7 separate regions of the Mus musculus genome follow, and all the other regions are linked to region 1. Evidence: chromatin contacts called from public Hi-C, HiChIP or PLAC-seq and promoter capture Hi-C data. All regions are on one chromosome and are shown on one strand. Each heading gives the region's core, a stretch centred on a gene start, on an enhancer-like site or on the middle of the called end of the contact. The rest is flanking DNA. Distances are from core to core; before and after follow the strand shown. Region 1 holds the start of Lat2 (linker for activation of T cells family, member 2). Region 2 holds the start of Wbscr25 (Williams Beuren syndrome chromosome region 25 (human)). Region 3 overlaps Gtf2i (general transcription factor II I). Region 4 holds the start of Gtf2ird2 (GTF2I repeat domain containing 2). Region 5 holds the start of Dnajc30 (DnaJ heat shock protein family (Hsp40) member C30). Region 6 holds the start of Ncf1 (neutrophil cytosolic factor 1). Region 7 holds the start of Stx1a (syntaxin 1A (brain)).

The links. Promoter capture Hi-C pulls out the DNA fragments that hold promoters and counts their contacts. Hi-C and Micro-C count contacts between places; a contact is called where the count stands out from the background. HiChIP or PLAC-seq counts read pairs in DNA pulled down with a chosen protein or histone mark.
Region 2: a contact with region 1 is called in a FOXA1 HiChIP or PLAC-seq map of pancreatic cancer cells. The contact joins the promoter of Wbscr25 here to the promoter of Lat2 in region 1. A contact is called at or near these places in 1 of 39 promoter capture datasets (hippocampal neurons), 1 of 115 datasets of contacts at active chromatin or transcription factors (pancreatic cancer cells) and 2 of 9 other capture datasets (adipose tissue and liver).
Region 3: a contact with region 1 is called in a Hi-C map of liver, with 2.2 times the contacts expected there. The contact joins the enhancer-like site here to the promoter of Lat2 in region 1. A contact is called at or near these places in 2 of 39 promoter capture datasets (cranial neural crest and maxillary cranial neural crest), 2 of 484 Hi-C or Micro-C datasets (embryonic stem cells and liver) and 2 of 9 other capture datasets (liver and pancreatic islet).
Region 4: a contact with region 1 is called in a promoter capture Hi-C map of pre-B cells. The contact joins the promoter of Gtf2ird2 here to the promoter of Lat2 in region 1. A contact is called at or near these places in 18 of 39 promoter capture datasets (3T3-L1-derived adipocytes, the C10 cell line, the HPC-7 cell line and 11 more), 1 of 15 datasets of contacts at CTCF or cohesin (large pre-B cells), 7 of 484 Hi-C or Micro-C datasets (B cells, LSK cells, bone marrow-derived macrophages and 3 more), 19 of 115 datasets of contacts at active chromatin or transcription factors (the 230-238 cell line, T-cell acute lymphoblastic leukemia, bone marrow-derived macrophages and 9 more) and 4 of 9 other capture datasets (adipose tissue, embryonic stem cells, liver and 1 more).
Region 5: a contact with region 1 is called in an H3K4me3 HiChIP or PLAC-seq map of bone marrow-derived macrophages, with 4 times the contacts expected there. The contact joins the promoter of Dnajc30 here to the promoter of Lat2 in region 1. A contact is called at or near these places in 3 of 115 datasets of contacts at active chromatin or transcription factors (bone marrow-derived macrophages, effector CD8 T cells and pancreatic cancer cells) and 2 of 9 other capture datasets (embryonic stem cells and pancreatic islet).
Region 6: a Hi-C map of B cells shows a contact between it and region 1, with 13 read pairs. The contact joins the promoter of Ncf1 here to the promoter of Lat2 in region 1. A contact is called at or near these places in 6 of 39 promoter capture datasets (the C10 cell line, cranial neural crest, hematopoietic stem and progenitor cells and 3 more), 2 of 484 Hi-C or Micro-C datasets (B cells and megakaryocyte progenitors), 3 of 115 datasets of contacts at active chromatin or transcription factors (bone marrow-derived dendritic cells, cardiomyocytes and microglia) and 2 of 9 other capture datasets (adipose tissue and liver).
Region 7: a FOXA1 HiChIP or PLAC-seq map of pancreatic cancer cells shows a contact between it and region 1. The contact joins the promoter of Stx1a here to the promoter of Lat2 in region 1. A contact is called at or near these places in 1 of 115 datasets of contacts at active chromatin or transcription factors (pancreatic cancer cells) and 2 of 9 other capture datasets (adipose tissue and pancreatic islet).

Annotation. Positions count from the first base shown.
Region 1 is chr5:134,613,729-134,616,428 of GRCm38.p6, reverse strand. It overlaps Lat2 (linker for activation of T cells family, member 2), which reads left to right and starts at 1,404. Exons shown (of 13, transcript NM_020044.3): 1 at 1,404-1,540.
Region 2 is chr5:134,999,957-135,002,656 of GRCm38.p6, reverse strand. It overlaps Wbscr25 (Williams Beuren syndrome chromosome region 25 (human)), which reads left to right and starts at 1,307. Exons shown (of 5, transcript NR_026907.1): 1 at 1,307-2,587. It overlaps LOC115490310 (a small nuclear RNA gene), which reads left to right and starts at 2,640; the gene lies at 2,640-2,700.
Region 3 is chr5:134,286,922-134,289,621 of GRCm38.p6, reverse strand. It overlaps Gtf2i (general transcription factor II I), which reads left to right. Exons shown (of 34, transcript NM_010365.4): 4 at 201-335; 5 at 2,579-2,700. Among named protein-coding and RNA genes, the nearest start is that of Gtf2i, 26 kb to the left of the region's middle. Within about 2 kb of position 1,306, at least 1 of the 459 cell types and tissues checked has an H3K27ac peak or open chromatin away from gene starts, as enhancers often do. A contact at or near this core is called in liver, where this site is marked.
Region 4 is chr5:134,182,659-134,185,358 of GRCm38.p6, reverse strand. Gtf2ird2 (GTF2I repeat domain containing 2) reads right to left here and starts at 1,321. Exons shown (of 16, transcript NM_053266.1): 1 at 1,101-1,321.
Region 5 is chr5:135,062,764-135,065,463 of GRCm38.p6, reverse strand. Dnajc30 (DnaJ heat shock protein family (Hsp40) member C30) reads right to left here and starts at 1,258. Exons shown (of 1, transcript NM_025362.3): 1 at 99-1,258. The coding sequence starts at 1,213. The coding sequence ends at 554. It overlaps Bud23 (BUD23, rRNA methyltransferase and ribosome maturation factor), which reads left to right and starts at 505. Exons shown (of 13, transcript NM_025375.4): 1 at 505-940; 2 at 1,289-1,450; 3 at 1,543-1,580. The coding sequence starts at 1,403.
Region 6 is chr5:134,228,212-134,230,949 of GRCm38.p6, reverse strand. Ncf1 (neutrophil cytosolic factor 1) reads left to right here and starts at 1,325. Exons shown (of 11, transcript NM_010876.4): 1 at 1,325-1,454. The coding sequence starts at 1,383.
Region 7 is chr5:135,022,080-135,024,779 of GRCm38.p6, reverse strand. Stx1a (syntaxin 1A (brain)) reads right to left here and starts at 1,298. Exons shown (of 10, transcript NM_016801.4): 1 at 1,170-1,298. The coding sequence starts at 1,199.

The DNA.
Region 1 (2,700 bases), core at 155-2,654:
GGACAGCCAGGGCTACACAGAGAGAGAAACCCTGTCTCAAAACAAACAAAAAAGAACTAACGTACAAAGAAATAGATGTAATAAAGACAATTTGGGTTTTTTTGTTTGGTTGGTTTGGATTGGTTTTTCGAGACAGGGTTTCTCTGTATAGTCCTAGCTGTCCTGGAACTCACCATAGTGGCCTCTAACTCAGAAATCCACTTGCCTCTGCCTCCCGAGTGCTGGGATTAAAGGCGTGCGCCACCACGCCCGGCTGACAATTTGGTTTTTAAAAAGTAGATGACACAGTCTGCATAAATCTGAGTTCAAGGCCAGCCTGCTCTACAGAGTGAGTCTCAAGACAGCCAGGGCTACACAGAAACTCGGTCTCAAAGAAACTAAAATGTGGAAGACACCAAGACTGACTTCTGGCCTCTACATTCACCCACTACCACCACCCACACACAGAGGCAGCTTGTCTATCCAGCTGTCTCTGGCACAGTGGTCCTTTGTTCCATCTGCCATCTTTATTCCCGTCTTTCTCCCTGTATCCTCTGTCCCTTATCTCTTTTATCTGCCGGTTAGTATTTGTTCTATGGGATTCCACTGCCCTAATCTCTCTCTCTGATCCCCATTCTCAGATGCCTGTGGATGCTGGAAGGATTCTAGCTTCCTCTTACCTGTGGTTGTCAGCGTCTACATATCTGCCTCTCTGTCTTTCTGGTCCTCTCCTGACCTGTGCATCTGTGTGTGTGTGTCCCCATCTCTGGTGTCTGACTGTGGCACGTGCGTGAGTGTGTACATGTCCCTCGAAACTCCGTCCTCTCCATGTCTGTGTCCATGTGAACTCTGGGGTTGACTCTCTACCCGTCGATCACTGTAGCCCTCCCTCCTCCATGTGACCTTGCTCTGTGGTGGGCATGTACTGTGTGTGCTTGGCTTTCAGTCTGCCCGTGCCTGTGCCCATCTCTCACTTCCCATTTTCCCTATGTCTGTTTTCTTTTTTATTGCCTCTCCACCCCCAGGAGTGTGTGCACATACATGTGCATGTGTGTGCACATGCACACTGCACATAAGCCTGTGTGTATGTACATATGCATCAGAGGACAACTAGACACTCACTTCATGGTTCCTGGTGATAGGAACCCTGGTTCCTCTGGTTCCAAGTTGTCCAGCTTGGTGGAACGTGCCATTACCCAGGGAGTCTTTTTTGAGACAGGGTCTCACTGTAGCTGTCCTAGCTTATATAGACCAGGCTGGCCTCAAACTCAGAGCTCTGCCTGCTTCTGCTTCCCAAGTGCAGGCATTTAACAGCACACACCACCATGCCCAGCTTTAACTTCGCTTTGTATCTCTGCATCTTTTTCTGTCTCTGCTCCACCCACTTTGTCATTAACCACCCTAGTAGTCTGGCCGAGGCGGATGTAGAGGAGATGATTCAGTAGTGACAGGAAGCCAACTGCCTTGCCCACTGCTCACCAGAGTCAGTGGTGTTGGCATCAGCTTGGGCAGGTGTGCGGCACAAGATGAAGGGGCCATGGTGAGGAGCCCTCACCCTCAGGTAAGCCTTTCCCAGGGGTGCTCCCCTGTTGTGCTACACCCCACAAGACCCTTAGGGATAGACGGAGCGGAAGCCGAGATACCTGATACCTCCCACCCTGGCCTAGTGCTGTGGCCCTTAAGGAAAGCCTATGCAGGGCTCCAGGCACCCACTTATCTATCATTGGCTTCCCAAACCCCTAGCCTCTGAGACCCCCCAAGAAGCCCCTAGGGTGGTTCTGTCACTACCAGTGACTGGAGAGGGCCAGCTAAGAGCCAGAGATGTGAGATTCTCCCGCCCGTTGAGGGTTGGCTAATGCCACAGGCCTGTGTATGGAACTTGGATGCTTTGGGGAACTGTGCCCAAGCCCTGTTCCAGCCAGGAGGAAGTTGCTATCCCCAGAAGTCCATCCAGGCCTGAGCCAGCTTGTACTTTCTGACAGATAATCCTTGTAACGTTGGTGGGCTCCTTGGTTCCGGCTTTGAACAGGTGGCCCAGATTGACCAGGGACAAGGCCTGCCAGACCTCTGTACATAGACATACTCACATATGTACGTGAACAGTCGCCCGCTGGCCTCCAGTAGGTGTCTTCAGGGTCTTCTCTCCGCCTCATTTGAAGGCCCAAGTTATTTGGTCAGACTGGGTACTGTACACTCCTCCATCAGGGCATTAGGAATGCTGAGGTGGGGAGACCCTAAGTTCAAGGCCAGGCAGTACTCCATTGTGAGGCCCTGCCGCAAAGGCTCAAACCACAGAAATGTTATTCAGCTAAGCCTGCAGGCCTCAGAGTAGCACCCCATGAATAAAGCCATCCCTGGTGTGAGACGGGTCATGTACTTCATCCAACAGACCCTCATGGCCTTTTTACCCCGAAGAACGAGCTGCCGCAGTGATCACTCACGAAGGGCCACTGAGGTTAGAAGCTCCGATGCAGTCCTCAGAAGCAAGCCTTGCTCATATGAAAACTGCCCACTTCCCTTTGAGCTATTTTGGCCCACGGAGCCACAGAGCTGTGGCGGTCCCCCACACACCCACAGCTAGCCCTGCCTGGCCCCTTGGGGCCTTCTGAGACTGCTGGGCCATTCCTCCTGCAGCCCTACCCTCTGTTCCCCTCACCCTCTGCCTCTACTCTCAGGGTAGAGAGCATCAGATAGGATAGAGGGAATTCACCGGGCCTGCTC
Region 2 (2,700 bases), core at 58-2,557, 390 kb before region 1:
AAGACAACTTGAGGGAGTCTGTTCTCTGTCTCTATGTGGGTTCCAGGAATTGAACTCACATCAATAAACTTGGCAGCAAGTGCCTTTATCCACTGAGCCATCTCACCAGTCCACAGAGTGAAAGGGTTCATAGTTCTGTTGGGAAAAGGTAGTGTTGTTAAAGAGTTTCTGACCAGTCAACCTTCTGTCTAGCCAGCTCACCCCAGCCTGGCACACGACCTTTGACCACATGCCCAAAAGCCAAATAGCCCAGATCTGGTGTCAGGAGTGGCGTTGAGGACATACATAGTCCTGGCCCTCAAAGCATTGTGGTCACATGGCTCGCTCAAGGCTGAGCCTGGCAAGCTGAAAAACCTGTTGGTTTGAAGGTCCCAAGTGAACATTCCAGAGAAAGTTGTGGGCGGGGCAAAGAAGGGGGTCAAGCTCCGTGGCAGGACTCTGGGGGTGGCATGTTGGGGAAAGGTCATTCCAGAGCTGCCCACCCTTTCCCAGCTTGTGGGCCAAACCAGGGAGTTTGCATTGGTTGGCTTCGCAACTCAGATGGGCTACTGAGCCAGAGCTCCTAGACCCCGGGATTATACTGAGATGAGCCTAATCCTTATTTCCTTTTTCTTTCTTTCTTTCTTTCTTTCTTTCTTTCTTTCTTTCTTTCTTTCTTTCTTTCTTTCTTTCTTCCTTCCTTCCTTCCTTCCTTCCTTCCTTCCTTCCTTCCTTCTTTTTTCTTTTCTTTTCTTTTCTTTTCTTTTCTTTCTTTTTAAAAATATTTTGACTTATTGTGTGTCTGTATATGTGTAGCCGGCAGTGTGGAGTCAGAGGACAAGTGGGGATCAGTTCTCTCCTTCCGTGTAGGTCCCAAGGACCGAATTCAAGGCATCCGCTGAACCATCTCTCTCAGTCCATTCTTATTTTACACTGAAGGAAACAAAGAAATGGAGAAAGGCGGAAGTTACCCAGCTCCAGTCACTAGTGTGGCTCAGGTTGGATTCCTTCCCAGATTTCATTTAGGGCCCTCTAGACCCAAAGAAGTGTGGTGTGTGTGTGTGTGTGTGTGTGTGTGTGTGTGGTATGCGTGTGCATGGCAGGCTGGGAGGTAGAGACACTGCACCCTGGCGGCGACCGGGAGTCGAACGGGTTAAGGCTGGAGGCAGCGAGTGTCTTCCTAACCGCACCTGGCTCAGTATCGGTCACGTGGCCAGGGTTTCACCTGCCCTGCTGGGCAGGGACAATCAGGCCGCTTGTTCCCTAAGCCGGTCGCCATGGTGACAGGAGTGTGCCTGGGGAGGTCACAGGGGCAAATTCCTGCCTGCTGGTCCGGGTGTGGCAGGGGCATCAGCTGGATTGTAGCTTGTTTAGGAGATTCCCGAGGGCCCCTGGAGGTTCCCGCTGGGGCTCAGCCTCCCAGGGGCCCCCCCAGTGTGGCTTCCCACCTTGCCACCTGAAGTCCTGTTTCTCCATCTGCCTGGTGTCTTCCCAAATTTTGAACCTAAGCGGATTAATCTGTTGATGCTTTCCGTATACATTGGCAGGCATGGCACCCCAGGCGCAACAACTCCAGATGGAAGACATACTATTACCCCTCAAAAAAATTCTACAAAAAAAACAGATGAGGAACAAAAGGAAACAACTTCAAAGGAAGGAGGCAGCCATGACACGCCAGCCATTCCAGGCCAGGCACAGCTCATCAGCCACAGCGGGCCAGGCACACTACCGCAGGCGCGGTACAGCAGCCAAACCACGCCAGGCTCAGCACGGTAGTCACAGCTTGTCAACTACATCACGCCAGTCACAGCACACCCGGCACATCACGCCCAGCACAACACACCAGGCACAACACACCGGACACACCAAGCCAGGCAAACCGTACCAGGCACAGCATACCAGGCAATCCAAGCCAGGCGAAGCACGCCAGAGACACCACACCAGGCAAACCACACCAGCCACACCACGCCAGTCACACCATGCCAGGCACAGCACCTCAGGCACAGCAAACCAGAGACACCATAGCAGGCCCAGCACTTCAAGCACAGCACACCAGGCACATCAAGCCAGGCACAGCATGCCAAGCTTGCCACACAAGGCACAGGACACCAAACACAACACACCAGGCACAACACACAAGCCACAGCATGCCAGGCACAGAATGCCAGGCTTGCCACACAAGGCACAGGACACCAAACACAACACACCAGGCACAACACACAAGCCACAGCACACCCGGCACCACTCAACAGGCACAGCGCAGCTGGCACGGCGCACCAGACACAACCAGCCAAGTCCACGCTGCGTCTACACTTGCTTTAAGGTAGTAGCAATCTGCTCTGCTTGGGAAAAGCCTTTCTGAAGGTTATAATCCTATCTTCTCTGCCTGCAAGCTCGAGCCTTTGTTAATTGAGGATCTACTGTATGCAAAGGTCCGAGGTGCAAGAATCCTTGCCAGTTCTGCTCCAGATGGAGCAAATACCAATACTTAAAAAAAAAAAAAAAAAAAAAAAAACAAAACTTCAAAGCATAGAAGCGGACCCAATCCTGGATCTTCTAAGATGGCATATCTGAAAGAGACGGTTGAGTGAAAGACCTGGAGGCTGAGGTGAGAAGGATTTGACTACATGAGTGGGGTTGCGGTGGAAGAGAATGTTCTAATTGCTTCTCGGCCTTTTGGCTAAGATCAAGTGGAGAATGTTCTAGAAGCCAGAACACCAT
Region 3 (2,700 bases), core at 57-2,556, 330 kb after region 1:
TGGATGCTTAATATGGGAGGGCTCAGCCCACTGTGGGTAAGCCCTGCTCCTCCATGGTCTCTGCTGTGGCCTGCCTTGGGGATGGGCTGTCGGTCACCAGAGCCAGTACATTCTCTCCTGCCATAAAGGTGTTTATTGTAGCAACAGAGAAGCACGGTGGGTGGCGGATCTTAGCCTTGGTCTCACTAACTGTTTTACAGGTGTTGAAGAAGAAGAAAAGGCCGCCGAGATGCATAAGATGAAATCTACCACCCAGGCCAATCGGATGAGTGTGGATGCTGTAGAAATTGAAACACTCAGAAAAACGGTGGAGGACTATTTCTGTTTTTGCTATGGTAAAAACACAGCACTTTAAAATTGGAGAAAAATACCTTATAAACTGGCATTTTCTTCTCTACAAAATTGTGTTTGTATGAATACACGTATGTATTTGTAGACTCGAGAGCTTTTGTGTGAAGGTCAGGAGAACTTTGTGGAGTTGGGTCACCTTCCTGCTTGTGTGGGTTCTGGGAATTGAACTGGTTGTTCTGTGAACAGAGTCTCTCCCACTGGGCAGGCCCTGGTCATTGTATGTTTCCTAAATGTATAGATTTTATAAATGATTTGACAGTCATACTGTTTTACAAATTGAATAGGTAAATTTGTAAATTTAAGGAATTAAGTCAAAGAACTCAGAAATAAGTACAATGTAATTAATTAACTTAATTAATTATTGTTACCATTAGTGGGTAGGTATGGTGGCATGTGAGTAGATCTCTCTGAGTTTCAGGCCAATCTGGTCTGCATAGTAAGAGCTTATCTCAGAAGATAAGAAAAACAACAACAAATTCTAGCGTGTGTGTGTGTGTGTGTGTGTGTGTGTGTGTGTGTGTGTGTATGGTGGGTGGGAGGGAGTTAGTGTGCATGCCTGGGGAGGTCAGAGGACAGCTCCATGGAGTCTGCTCTCCTACTTTAAGTGAGTTCTGGATTCAAACTCAGGCAACAAGGCTTTCCTGGCCAGGGCCTTTACCCTTTGAGCCATTCCGCTGGCCTAAGAGTTACTGGTTTGCCGTTGATGCTTATCCTCAGGTCTCCACTGTAGGTCTGCTTTAGTCCTGTCGTAGGGTACAACAGAGCACCCTTTGTAATTATATATATAAAACAAATAAATATACAAATTATATTGATATAAGAGATCATCATTATAACCCAGGAACCCACTAAGAAGTGGCTTGACAACTGAAGTGCACCCCCTCCTCAGCCCGTTGTTATCGTAAGAGAGGGTCTCGCTAATCCTCAGGCAGGCTTTGAACTTTCTCTGATCCTCCTGGCCCAGCCTCCCACTTAGCTGGCCTTCTAGATACACCATGCTGGCTAGACTGAGGTCTGTTGTGTACTTTGTATTTGACCCTTTGGACAGATTCCAGGTTCAGGAATTAGCTGATGTGGGAATCAAATGTTAATGTTTAAAGTGTTATTTGAAATACTATGTTAAGATAATGTTGAAGTCAGATATTATGACAACAGTCAGAATGCTTCAGTAAGCTCTTTTTATTTTGTTGTTGTTTTTGTTTTTCCAGACAGGGCCTCACTATGTAGCCCTGGCTGTCCTGGACCTCATTTTGTAGACCAGGCTGGCCTCCAACTCAGAGATCTGCCTGCCTCTGCCTCCTGAGTGCTGGGACTAAAGGTAGTCCACATCACCACGATCTGCCACCACGATCTGCTTGTGATAAGATCTTGATAGGTTGGTTAAGTTAGTATGTAAGTCTGGTGCAGGCGCACGCGCGTGTGTGTGTGTGTGTGTGTGTGTGTGTGTACTGTACCTGCTGTGTGCATTTGGAGTTCATGTGTCTTTGGAATTGCTCTCTACCTTATTTATTTATATGTACTTATTGTGATTGTACACATCTCGTGTGCCTGTATCCATGCATCCCACAGTGTTATATGTGAAGATAGAGGTTGGACAACTTGCAGAAGTTGGTTATCTATTTCTACTATGTGGGTTCTGGGAATTGAACTCAGGTCCTTAGGCCTGGCAGCAAGCCCCTCTCACCTGCTTCGCTATCTTGTCAGCTTTCCCTTACTGATTTTTTTTAAATTAAAATTTTAAAGGAATTTTATTTGTATGACTTGTTTTGCCTGCATATTTGCCTGCGTACCATGTGTGTGCCTGTTGTTTGTGGAGGCCAGCAGAGCATGCTGGATCCCTTGGAACACACCTTACAGATGGTGGTGAGCTGCAGTGTGGGTGCTAGGAATCCAACACAGGTCCTCTGGAAAAGCAGTGCTCTTAGCCACTGAGCCCATCCCCACATCCCCTTCTCACTTTTTGAAACAGGTCTTTCTGACCCTGGAGCCCACTGATTGGCTAGGCTGGGTAGCCAGGGAACCCTAGGATTTTTTTTTCTCAACAGTGGGATTATAGTTACGAGTCTACACTGCCCCGAAGTTTATGTGGATGTGGGAGACCTAAAATCGAATCCTCATTAAATTACAATGGCCTTACAGACAGAGTTGGAGTCTTCCCCCAGCTTCGGGGATTCAGTTTTCAGTGTGAGCACGCGTGGGTCATGCTAATTCTATGATCCTCCCACAGGGAAAGCTTTAGGCAAATCCACAGTGGTCCCTGTGCCATATGAGAAGATGCTGCGCGACCAGTCGGCTGTGGTGGTGCAGGGGCTTCCCGAGGGGGTTGCCTTCAAGCACCCCGAACATTAC
Region 4 (2,700 bases), core at 72-2,571, 430 kb after region 1:
TGAGTTCTGTTATTTTGTTTTTATTTTACTTTGGAAGGAATTCTTTTTCTGACTTGCATTGTATTTTAAAGGATGAGTTTTCCTGTATCTCAATAAAGCGGCTATAATTTATTTAGTGACAAGGTCCCACTGTGTAGCCCCAGCAGGCCTGGAACTTGCTATATATAGGCAGTCCTTGAACTCTCAGATCCATTTGAAGGCCACCGTTGCCGGCTCATTCTGGTTCTCTGTGCTGAAATAAGTACATTCTAGAATAATGTTTTGGGTGCAATAGGTTAAATACATTACTATAGTGAATTTTAATTTGTAAAAATTTACTTTAAATTTTAAAGTTACTAAACATTTTAAACGTTTTAAAATAAATTAAAATTTTTTTGAGCCAGGCGATGGTGGCGCACACCTTCAATCCCAACACTTGGGAGGCAGAGGCAGGCGGATTTCTGAGTTTGAGGCCAGCCTGGTCTACAGAGTGAGTTCCAGGACAGCCAGGGCTACACAGAGAAACCCTGTCTGGAAAAAAAAATTTTTTTTTTGATTGTTGTACTAGTTGTTATGGCCATAGGCCACCTTGTACTCTCAACCAGACCAGACACAAGCCACATTTTGGAGGCTGGGCCCTTTCTTCCGTTCTCTTCATCGACCTAAACCACTGGCTGCCACAAACACCAAACGCCCCCATAATCCTGGAGCCAACAAGCAAAGCCAGCCGCCGAAGGTGGAGCCAGAGCGCCGTTGCTAGGCAACCGCGATGGCCCCGCCCCTTCCCCTAACCAATCAAGGGTTTCTAAACACAGCGCAGGTACGTCAGGTGGCGCGTGACCTCGGCACGCACCGGGCGCAGCTTTCCCCGCCTCCTCGCCCCGTCACAACCAATCGAAAGCGAGATTTTGGTGCGCGCCTGGCGTGCGAAAGTCGCCTAACCCCACGTCTTCCCCGCCCCGCCCCCCACTCTTCACGGCCCGATCGCGGTAGGGAAAATGGGGGTCGGCGCTGACCACCGGGCGCCCGAAGGTCCCGCCACGCACCCCGAGAGATCGCTCTGCCCCGGCGGGGACTCCCGGAAGCGGAAGTTGTGAGGGAAGCGGCGGCGGGATACGCACCTGAGGGCCCTGCTTTGCGGGCCGCGCCGGGGGTCTGGAGCCTGGCTTGCGCGTGCGCAGCGGCTCTGCGCCGGCGACCGCAGCTCGGGGGCCGCGGGCGCCTCCTCTCCGCTCCCTTCCTGTTTTTCGTTTTTATTATTTTTTCTCCCTCTTTTTTATTTTATTTTTTGTCTTTGTTTGCTTCCTGGAAGGAAGGTCGGCTTCCCGCGCGTGGCCGAAGCACCCCCGGTGGGGACGGCCACTTCCGGTGCGCTGCAGGACGGCTTCCGCGAGGCCGCCGGCCGGGCTGCGTGGCGTGCACGTGGCTTCGCGCCTTCCCTGGATGTGCATGGCCGTTCTGGATAGATAGAGATATTTTAAAATGTGGTTGTGCGTGCACGTGGAAGCGGAGAGGTCACCCCACGTGTTACTCAGGCACCCACTCCCCCCACCCCCCGCGACAGAGTTTTTCTTGTAGCCCTGGCTAGCCTGCGTTGTAGACCAGGCTGGCCTCGGACTCAGAGTCCACTGCCTCTGCTTCCCGAGTGCTGGGATTAAAGGCGTGCGCCATCACACCACCTACCTTTTAGGACATTGCATTTCCTTTAAAACTAATTTTTGTGCCTGTGTCAGTTCTATGTTCTTGTGTTTGCGTGGCTGCATGTCTCGGGAGCTATTCGTAAAGCACCATCTGTTGTAAGTATTTTGCCACCCTGTTTATATGCACCACGGGGAGGCCAGAAGAGGTCACAGTATCCCCTGGACCAGGAGTTTCAGACGGTATGGATGCGGGAACTGATCAAGTGTTCTTAACCACGGAGCCATCCCTCCAGCCCCACTTTACAAGGGTTCCAGTTTTATTTGTTTGTTTGCTTTAAAATATACTGGAAAGGGGGTTGGAGCAGTGGCTCAGCTGTTAAGAGCTGATAAGTGTGCTTTCAGAAGACCAGTGTCTGTGTCAAGCACAGCACACGTGCCTGTAACTCGCATTTCCAAAGGATTGGAATCCTTTGGCCTCTGTATGCACCCACACCCGCTTAAAAAAAATAAAATATTTAAAAAATACTTTTAAAGATTTGTTGCTTGGTGTACATGCCATTAATACTAGCATTCACAAGGAAGAAATAGGCAAATCTCTCTGAGTTTGAGGCCAGCCATGACTACATATAAGATCCTGTCCCAAAATAAAATGAGAACACTTTGTTCATATCAGGAAAGGCTGTGTAGCTTCCGACATAGTTTGTATTTGCTCGTGTTCTTGAGCTGGCTCCAATAAATCCTTTCCTCCCAGGTCACAAGTGGGTCACTGATTGCTAGATCCTATGGTGTTCGTCCAGCCTGAAAATCTCTTGCTCTGGCTACTTGTCAAAATCAGGTCACTCACCCTTGCAATGTGGCCTTTTAGGGCACAGTGCTTGGTGGCTGTTCTGGCTCCCACTCAATCTCCTTTCTTCCCACTCTCAGATTGCCATGACGTTTCCTACTTTCTGTCTCCAAGCTCTGCTGTCTGCCCTCAGTCCTTGACTTACTTAGTTTTAGGATTATTAAATAACATTTCCGTGTTGGGTGGTAGTACAGGCCATTAATCCCAGCACTCTGGAGGCAAAGGCAGGGGGATCTC
Region 5 (2,700 bases), core at 9-2,508, 450 kb before region 1:
GCTAGCATTCTCTCACAGAGCTACATCCCCAGCGTCTGCTGGATCTTTGATCAAGTCTCACCTGTGGCTTGGGGTAACACAGAAAAACAAATTTCACTCGAGTCCCCAAGAATTAAATCTTTTTGGCATCGGACAACCAGTCGTATTGCACAGTTCAGCAGTTACAGGGGAAACACCACCTATTATACAGACATGTGGCAGGGGACAGGGCAAATCTTGCTCAGGGCTTCTGGTTAAAACCGCAGCAAGTGTTCTGGGAGTTGGCAACTGAAGGTAACTTCTAGAAATGAACAGGCACCCAGGGGACTCTGGAAAGCACTTAAATTTCTGGTCTTCACAGGAATCTTTATCCGGGGGCCTCTTTCTTGGCCACTGAAAAGCGTCTTTTTCTGGACCAAAGGAGAGGGATGTGTTGATCACTGGCCAGGCTGGAGGGTGTGAGGAGGGTCAAGAGAACACCACTAGAGGAAGTCAAGTCAATCGCAGACCAATGGTTCAAAGGTCTAGAAAGGAAGGTTGCTTGGGCTGGATCCCTTCCCCTCCTTTTCTCCGATTAAATACGAAAGCCAACAAAGACGAAGATAAGGAAAAGGACGACAAAGAAAGTGGCGTCTCGTGTATCGTCCCAGCTGGTCCCCTTGTTGGCCTGGTTCTCCTGCTTTTTGCGAAGGGCTTCCCTCCGGGCGCGCAAACGCCGTTCTCTCTCTAGCTGCTCTCCGTAGTGCGCCTGGTAGAAGGCGTCAAAGTCGAACATGGTGCGACCGTCGCCGGGAGAAGCCCTAGAGCCACCGGGAGCCCGAGGGGTGTAGGGAGGAGGGCGAGGAGGAGCGGGATCGGCCACGGGCGTCTTAGAGGGCTTGACGCCAGGTCCGCGCAGGTCCTGGTCGCTGAGCAAACCTCGGTCATACTTGCGCCGGAGGATGGTGCTGCCCAAGACCAGGTAAGCTTCGGAGACGCGCGTGAAGCGCTCGGCGGCCTCGGCGCTCCCGGGGTTGCGATCCGGATGGTAGAGGAAGCTCTGCCGGTAGTACGCCGCTTTGATCTGTGCTTGCGTGGCCGTGGAGGGGACGCCCAGCAGCTCATAGAGGGCGGTGCGGGAGTAAGTCCTCCCTCGCGAGCACAAACCCGTGGCGGAACTCGGAGGCAACCCCCGGACCTGCCACCATCTCCATAGCGGTGACAGGGTCCACCCCAGGCAGCGCGCGGCCGCCATGTTGTGGCTGGGAGGGGGCGGCGCCGAGGCAGCCAATGGAGGCCTCGAATCCTGAGCGGCGTCCCCACCTTCTAGCCAATCAAATAAAAGGAAAGGCGGGGGAAAAGGTCCGCCTGAGGCGGGCGCAGATTGATGACGTCAAAGCGTCGCGCTAGTGCTCGCCGGTCCCAGCGTTGCCATACCATCGAGATGGCATCTCGTAGCCGGAGACCCGAACACAGCGGACCGCCGGAGCTGGTGAGAGCCCCGCCAGGTCTTGGTCTTTTTCTAGAATGACTGCTTTTGGATTCTTCCCTTAAAACTCCCATGTGTTTTTCTCTTCTCAACAGTTTTATGACCAGAATGAAGCCCGGAAATACGTTCGCAAGTGAGGAGAGCATGGCTGTTGAGCGGCATCGCGGGGGTCGGGATCGGCGAGTCGCCCCGATTATGGGCGTCCCTTGGAAAGCATGTAGAATTTGGGAGTGTGTGTGAGTGTGTGTGTGTGTGTGTGTGTGTGTGTGTGTGTGTGGGTCTGCGTACATGCAGTTCTGCCACCGGTAAAGGGAACTTGAAGCCATTGAGCTCCTGGAAAGATCTTGCTACCTCAGTGTGGGTATATTCATCTCCAGTTTACCCTGGGTCGTTTGACAATGTGTTTTAAATATGTGGTAAAGTAAGCAATAGTTAGAAGATATGATAAGGTACTGTCATACTGCATAAGTGGTCTGTCACTGAGCGATACTTCCTGCCCCTCGCTTGGGGATTCTAAGTAGACATTTTACTTTTGAGGCACACCCCTAGCCATTCACTGGATGATTCTGAAAAGCACTCTACCATTAGGCTACACCCCCGGAAGGAATCAGTACTATTAGAGAGAGGACATACTCATTGTGGGTTTATTGTGATCTTTATTTAAATGCATGATTGCACTGAGTTGTCATGTCAACCATTGACATAAATAATATCTGAATCCTCTACATGGTAGCTTATTTGGTTTTGTTTGTTTGTTTGAAACCTGGTCTCATATTGCCCAGAGTATTCTTGAACTTGCTATGTAGTGGAGGTGATTGAATTCCAGACCCTCTTGTCTCTACCTTACTAGTGGTAAAATTGCAGACATGGTCCCGCACGTATGGCTGTATGGAACACTCTTCTGTGGGGCTGTTTACCTTGATTTTTGGGAAGACCAGGTGTGGCCATTCTCTGTTCAGTATGGCAGTCAGTAGCTAGCTATTAAAACTGTAAGTCAAAATGGCCTAATGTGAAGAAATGAGCACACATACACACAACACACACACACACACACAACACATTCACAATTTTATACTGATTATGTACTGAAATGTCATTTTGAGTATATTGGCCTAAAAGTCATTCTTTAGTAACTCTAGAGTTAAGTAAGTTGATTATAGTTTATTTTGCTAATTTTTTTGAGATATGGCCACATTATCATATAAGGCTGGCCTTCTGCCGTCTGCATATGGGGATTCCAGACATGCACAGCT
Region 6 (2,738 bases), core at 76-2,575, 390 kb after region 1:
AAACATCAATGTCTGCTATTTCACAACTGCCTATAACTGCATCTACACACACACACAAACACACACACACAGAGGATTCTGAGCTTTTCTTTATTTTTTTAAAAAAGTTTTTTTTTTAAATGGTTTTTCGAGACAGGGTTTCTCTGTATAGCTCTGACTGTCCTGGAACTCACTTTGTAGACCAGGCTGGCCTCGAACTTAGAAATCCACCTGCCTCTGCCTCCCAAGTGCTGGGATTAAAGGTGTGTGCCACCACACCTGGCTTTTTAAAAAGATTTATGTATTTATTTTATGTATATGAGTACACTGTAGCTGTACAGATGGTTGTGAGCCTTCATGTGGTTGTTGGGAATTGAATTTAGGACCTCCCCTTGCTCAGGTCGGACCCTCTCACTTCAGATAACTCTTCTCTCTCCATCAGTCCCTGCTTTCTCCGCCCAAAGATTTATTTATTATTATACATTGCAGATGGTTGTGAGCCACCATGTGGTTGCTGGGATTTGAACTCAGGACCTTCAGAAGAAGAGCAGACAGTGCTCTTACCCACTGAGCCATCTCGCTGGCCCTAAACTTTTCTTTAATGTAGGTTCTAGAGATAGAACTCAGGTCCTCAGGCTTGTATGCCAAGGACTTTATCTGCGGAGCCATGTCCAGTCCTGGTCCTGTAAAGACAGGACTTCTAAAGTCAATCTCACGTAGGCCAGGCTATCTTCAAACTCATTATATAGCTGAAGCTGGCCTTGAACCCTTGATTCTCCTGCCTCTACCTCCCAAGGGCTGGGGTCACAGGCTTTTTTTTTTTTCCTGAGATAGGGTTTCTCTGTATAGCCCTGGCTGTCCTGGAACTCACTTTGTAGACCAGGCTGGCCTCGAACTCAGAAATCTGCCGGCCTCTGCCTGCCACCACACCCAGCTTTTTTTTTTTTAAGATTTATTTATTTATTTTATTAATCTGAGCATGCTGTAGCTGTCTTCAGACAACACCAGAAGAGGGCATCAGATCCCATTACAGATGGTTGTGAGCCACCATGTGATTGCTGGGAATTGAACTGAGAACCTCTGGAAGAGCAGTCAGTGCTCTTAAGCACTGCACCAGCTCTCCAGCCCCATGTTTGTTGGGGGTGGTTCAGAACTGTAGAGAGGCCCCAGTGCCTGGGTTGGGCCATGGTGTCGGTAGAACAGGTTTCTGTGCTTCAGGGCCCCTGGCTGCCCCACCACTCTGTTGAAGCTCAAAAATTCTCAGAAAGTGAAAGACTAAGTCTAAGAGCCTCCTGGGCCTTCCCCGCCCTTACCCCACAAGCAGCAGAAACCACTTCTTCTTTTTAGTGTATTTAAGGCCCAGCCCAGGCTATAGAGAGAAGTGTCCCTGTCACGGCCCAGCCATGGGGGACACCTTCATTCGCCATATTGCCCTGCTGGGCTTCGAGAAGCGCTTCATCCCCAGCCAGCACTATGTGAGTAGCCTAAGAGTGCCCTGCAGGAGCGCATAGTGGGGACAGTGCTATCACTCTGCTGCTACCCAAAAACCACCTGGACCAGGGAAGGAGATGAGAGGAAGGGAGACCAGGGAAGGATGTGAGGGGAAGGGGGACCAGGGGAGGATATGGGGGGAGGGGTCCAGGGGAGGATATGAGGGGGAGGGGGACCAAGGGAAGGATGTGAGAGGGAGGGGGATCAGGGGAGGATATGGGGGGAGGGAGAACAGGGGAAGGATATGGAGAGAGGGAGACCAGGGGAAGGATGTGAGAGGGAGGGGGGACCAGGGGAGGATATGGGGGGAGGGAGAACAGGGGAAGGATATGGGGAGGAGGGGTCCAGGGGAGGCTATGAGGGGGAGGGGGACCAAGGGAAGGATGTGAGAGGGAGGGGGACCAGGGAAGGATATGGGGGGAGGGAGAACAGGGGAAGGATATGGGAGGAGGGGTCCAGGGGAGGCTATGAGGGGGAGGGGGACCAAGGGAAGGATGTGAGGGGGAGGGGGACCAGGGGAAGATATACCTCCGTGGGGACCTCTCAGGCACAGGGCTTTCTTATCCTTGGGCTTCAGGCTTCTCTTGGGTGTTCACAAAGGACCCTGCCATGGTGAGCAGATACCCCTGTGCACCGTCCCAGCTGCCTCCCTCTCTGTCTTCACACTGAGCCCCCAAGCATGCCAGAGCTCAACCTTACCCTCTGTCCAGTGCCTAGGACCAAGGCTCATTCCTACCAGGAAACCTCCCTGTCTAGTCAGCTCCAGGAGTGGCCCTGCATGGCAGCCTGCGAGGCCTGGAAACTGTGGCTTTTTTTTCTCTCCTCTTCTATGATATTGGTTACTGAGTTTGGATCCCTAGTAGGGGACGATGTCTCCCGTTTGCCCTGGGGAGATGAGGTCGAGGAATATCTGCCCATATATCTAGACTCTATCACTGGGTCTGCTCGGCCCAAGGCAGGCCAGAGATGGTGCCGCCCAGCACTTGTAAGCTGTTTACCTGGGACCCTCAGCAGTTAAGAGCTAAGTCTCCCCTCCCTCCTCCCTCCCTCTCTAAATATAAATGTTCTGAATCATTCCACAACCAAAAGCCACACCAGAAGAGGGGACAGCGGTCACCCTGGGTGTTTCCTTCATGTCCTCCATCCCTCCCCTGGAGACAATCACAGGGGTATTTTTAGACAGAGTCTCACAATGTAGCAAAACCCCCAAAGATTGCCTCACCACAACCCCTCAGCCTTCCATCCAAGGCTAAAAAGGCAGCCCAGGG
Region 7 (2,700 bases), core at 49-2,548, 410 kb before region 1:
TCCAGCCAGGAATAATACAGGTCTGAAGGCATGTGGGGGTCGCTTGCAGGTCAGGAACAGGATGAAGGCTAGACTGGAGAGCATAGATATGGCTGGTATTATGGTAGAGGGATCCAGGCACAGATGGAGAAGCTAGGCAGAAATCACAGCCATTAGGTCAAAAGCCCCAAAACAAAACTTTCTATGAAGGGCTGTAAGTGGGGCACAAGATGAGAGGGATCTAGGACGCCACCCAGCTTGGGGGGACACCCAGAAATCAACGGGTGGGGTTTGCTGAGGAATCAGATATGACAATCTGATGTGGCGCCCTTATTTAACCCTCTCACGGGAGAGCTTAATTTCTGTCCCTCTAGGGTCTGAGGCCAGAGAAGGGCACTCCCCTGTGTTAAAAGTGGGGTCTCATGATTGAAGGATCATGGGCTCTGACTTAGAACCTTTCTACTGCCTTCTACTCATCTCGAAACCCCGCCCTAAGAGCCACACCCCAGAGGCCTCTCTCACACAGGTAGGAAAATAGATCCAGGTCGCAGTTAGACCTGGCAATCCGGGAAGGGTCTGGGAAATGACAGCCTGGGTTGCCTGGAAGCCCAAAGGTGGACCAAGGGTAGATATGGTTGAGTCCTTTAATCCAGAGCAAGCCGGGTATCCCTAAAGCGACCAGGGTGGATCGGGAGCCACAGGTGATGGGAGCCACAGGTGATGGGGAGCCCCAAGAGACGGCTCCCGCAGAGGCCACCCCCACCCGGCGGCCTCGTTTCCGCAGCGCGCCCAAGGATGGGGTTGGGAGGGGAACTCTGGGCAGGGGGGTGGGAAGGAAACGAGAGGTTCAGCCTCCAGGGGACAGTGCAAGGACGGTGACAAGCGGGCGAAGAACGGTCACGATTTTGCATCCCGCCACCGAAACCCCTTAACAGCCCTCCAAATCGCCCCAAACAGGAACGCCCTGAAAAGTTCCTCAAAACCCCAGGTTCTAGCCATCAGTCCCGGTGCTGAAGGGCTCGAGTCCGTGACCAGAAGTAGATCGGAGGGGTGGGACTCCCATGGGGGTTCGAGGGTCCCTCAGCTTTGCAAGGCTCCCTCCGTCCCCTTGTAGGTGCCTCGGTGGCATGCCGGAACAAAGTGGAGAATTACAAGACGCCGGGTGAGCGGCGCACGAGGATCGGACTCACCGTGCGGAGCTCCTGGGTTCGGTCCTTCATGCTCCCGGGAGTGGCAGTAGGCGCCGGCTGCAACCGAGTAAGTCCCGCATGCGCGGATGCCGCCCCGCGGCTGCGCAGCGCCAGCCCGCGCCCCGCCCCAGTCCCTGGGACCCCCAAGCCCAACCCCAGCTGGCCACGCCCATCATGCTTCCACGCCCGGATATATCCCGCCCAGGGCTCCGCCTACGGGGAGCGCAAAGGGGTACAAACCCAGCCCTCGGGACCTGGTTCCTCCCCTCGTCAACTAGTGATCTCTGTCTAGATGCAGCTCCAACTCCTTGGCCCTTCTCTGCCCCAGCCCCCACCTCTGCTCAGCCACCCATTATCTAGATAGACCCTGGATTCTGACTCTTAGAGTCCTTCCTTTCCCCTGGATTTGCTGGAGTGGAACCCTTTCCACTTTGTTCAATGATAGTCTCACTGTGTAGCCCAGGCTAGCCTTGAACACCTGCTCCTACCTCAGCCACAGGAGTACAGGTTTTGCAGACATGAGCCTCAATGCCAGGTTTGAAAATCCCTTCTTGAACCGACCCCCGGCAACCCCCTCCAACCACCCATCCTGTCCTGAGATGGCTGAACAGGTAAAGATGCTTGCCACTAAGCTTAAAGATCTGAGTTCCAGCGGGGTGATGATAGCACATGTCTTTAATCCTAGTAGGCAGATCTCTGAGTTCAAGGCCAGCCTGACCTACAGAGCAAGTTCCAGGACAGCCAAAGGTACGCAGAGAAACTCTGTCTTGAAAAATAACAAACAAACAAACAAACAAACGATTGGAGTTCTAGCCCTGGGCCCCACGTGACTGAAGAAGAGCATTGGATTCTGTAAATTGTCCTCTGACCGCCACATGAGTGAGCTCCGTGCTTCACATATATGCAACCACACGATGGAGGCAGGAGGCACATGGCCAAGTGAATATAAAGTAAAATAAAGCCCTCTCTGTAGTGGTCAATTCTAAACCTTCCCACCTTTCTGAGCACCCCCCTGTCTCCAGACCGGGTTGCTGCCTCTTTACTCTCCCCAGAGTTTCTCAGCTCACCTGTTCGATTCAATTTGACTGCCTTTCTCTTTACACACAATACATACATACATACATACATACATACATACATACATACATACATACACAAACAAATAAATGAAATGTTTAAGATATTTAAAAGGAAAAAAAAAAAAAGCTTGCCACCCCCACCCCTCCATGCCTCCAGCCCGGAGTTCAAATGCCAGGCCTGACGTCTTATTTCCTGTGTGGAAGCTGTAGGCTGTTCAAACCTAGGCCCAGTGGAAAGATCTCAGTGGTCCCTGCAGAGCAACGTGAACGGTATGCTGGTCCCTGTAGAGCAACGTGAAGAGCCTGCCGGTTGGCAGACATGTACCTTTTAGCTTCCTGCCAGCATCTTGTTACAGAGTACACACACACACACACACACAGACACACACACACACAAGTGGTCTCAGGCTTTCTTGACCCCAAGCCAAGCACACCCACACCTCCTTGTACAC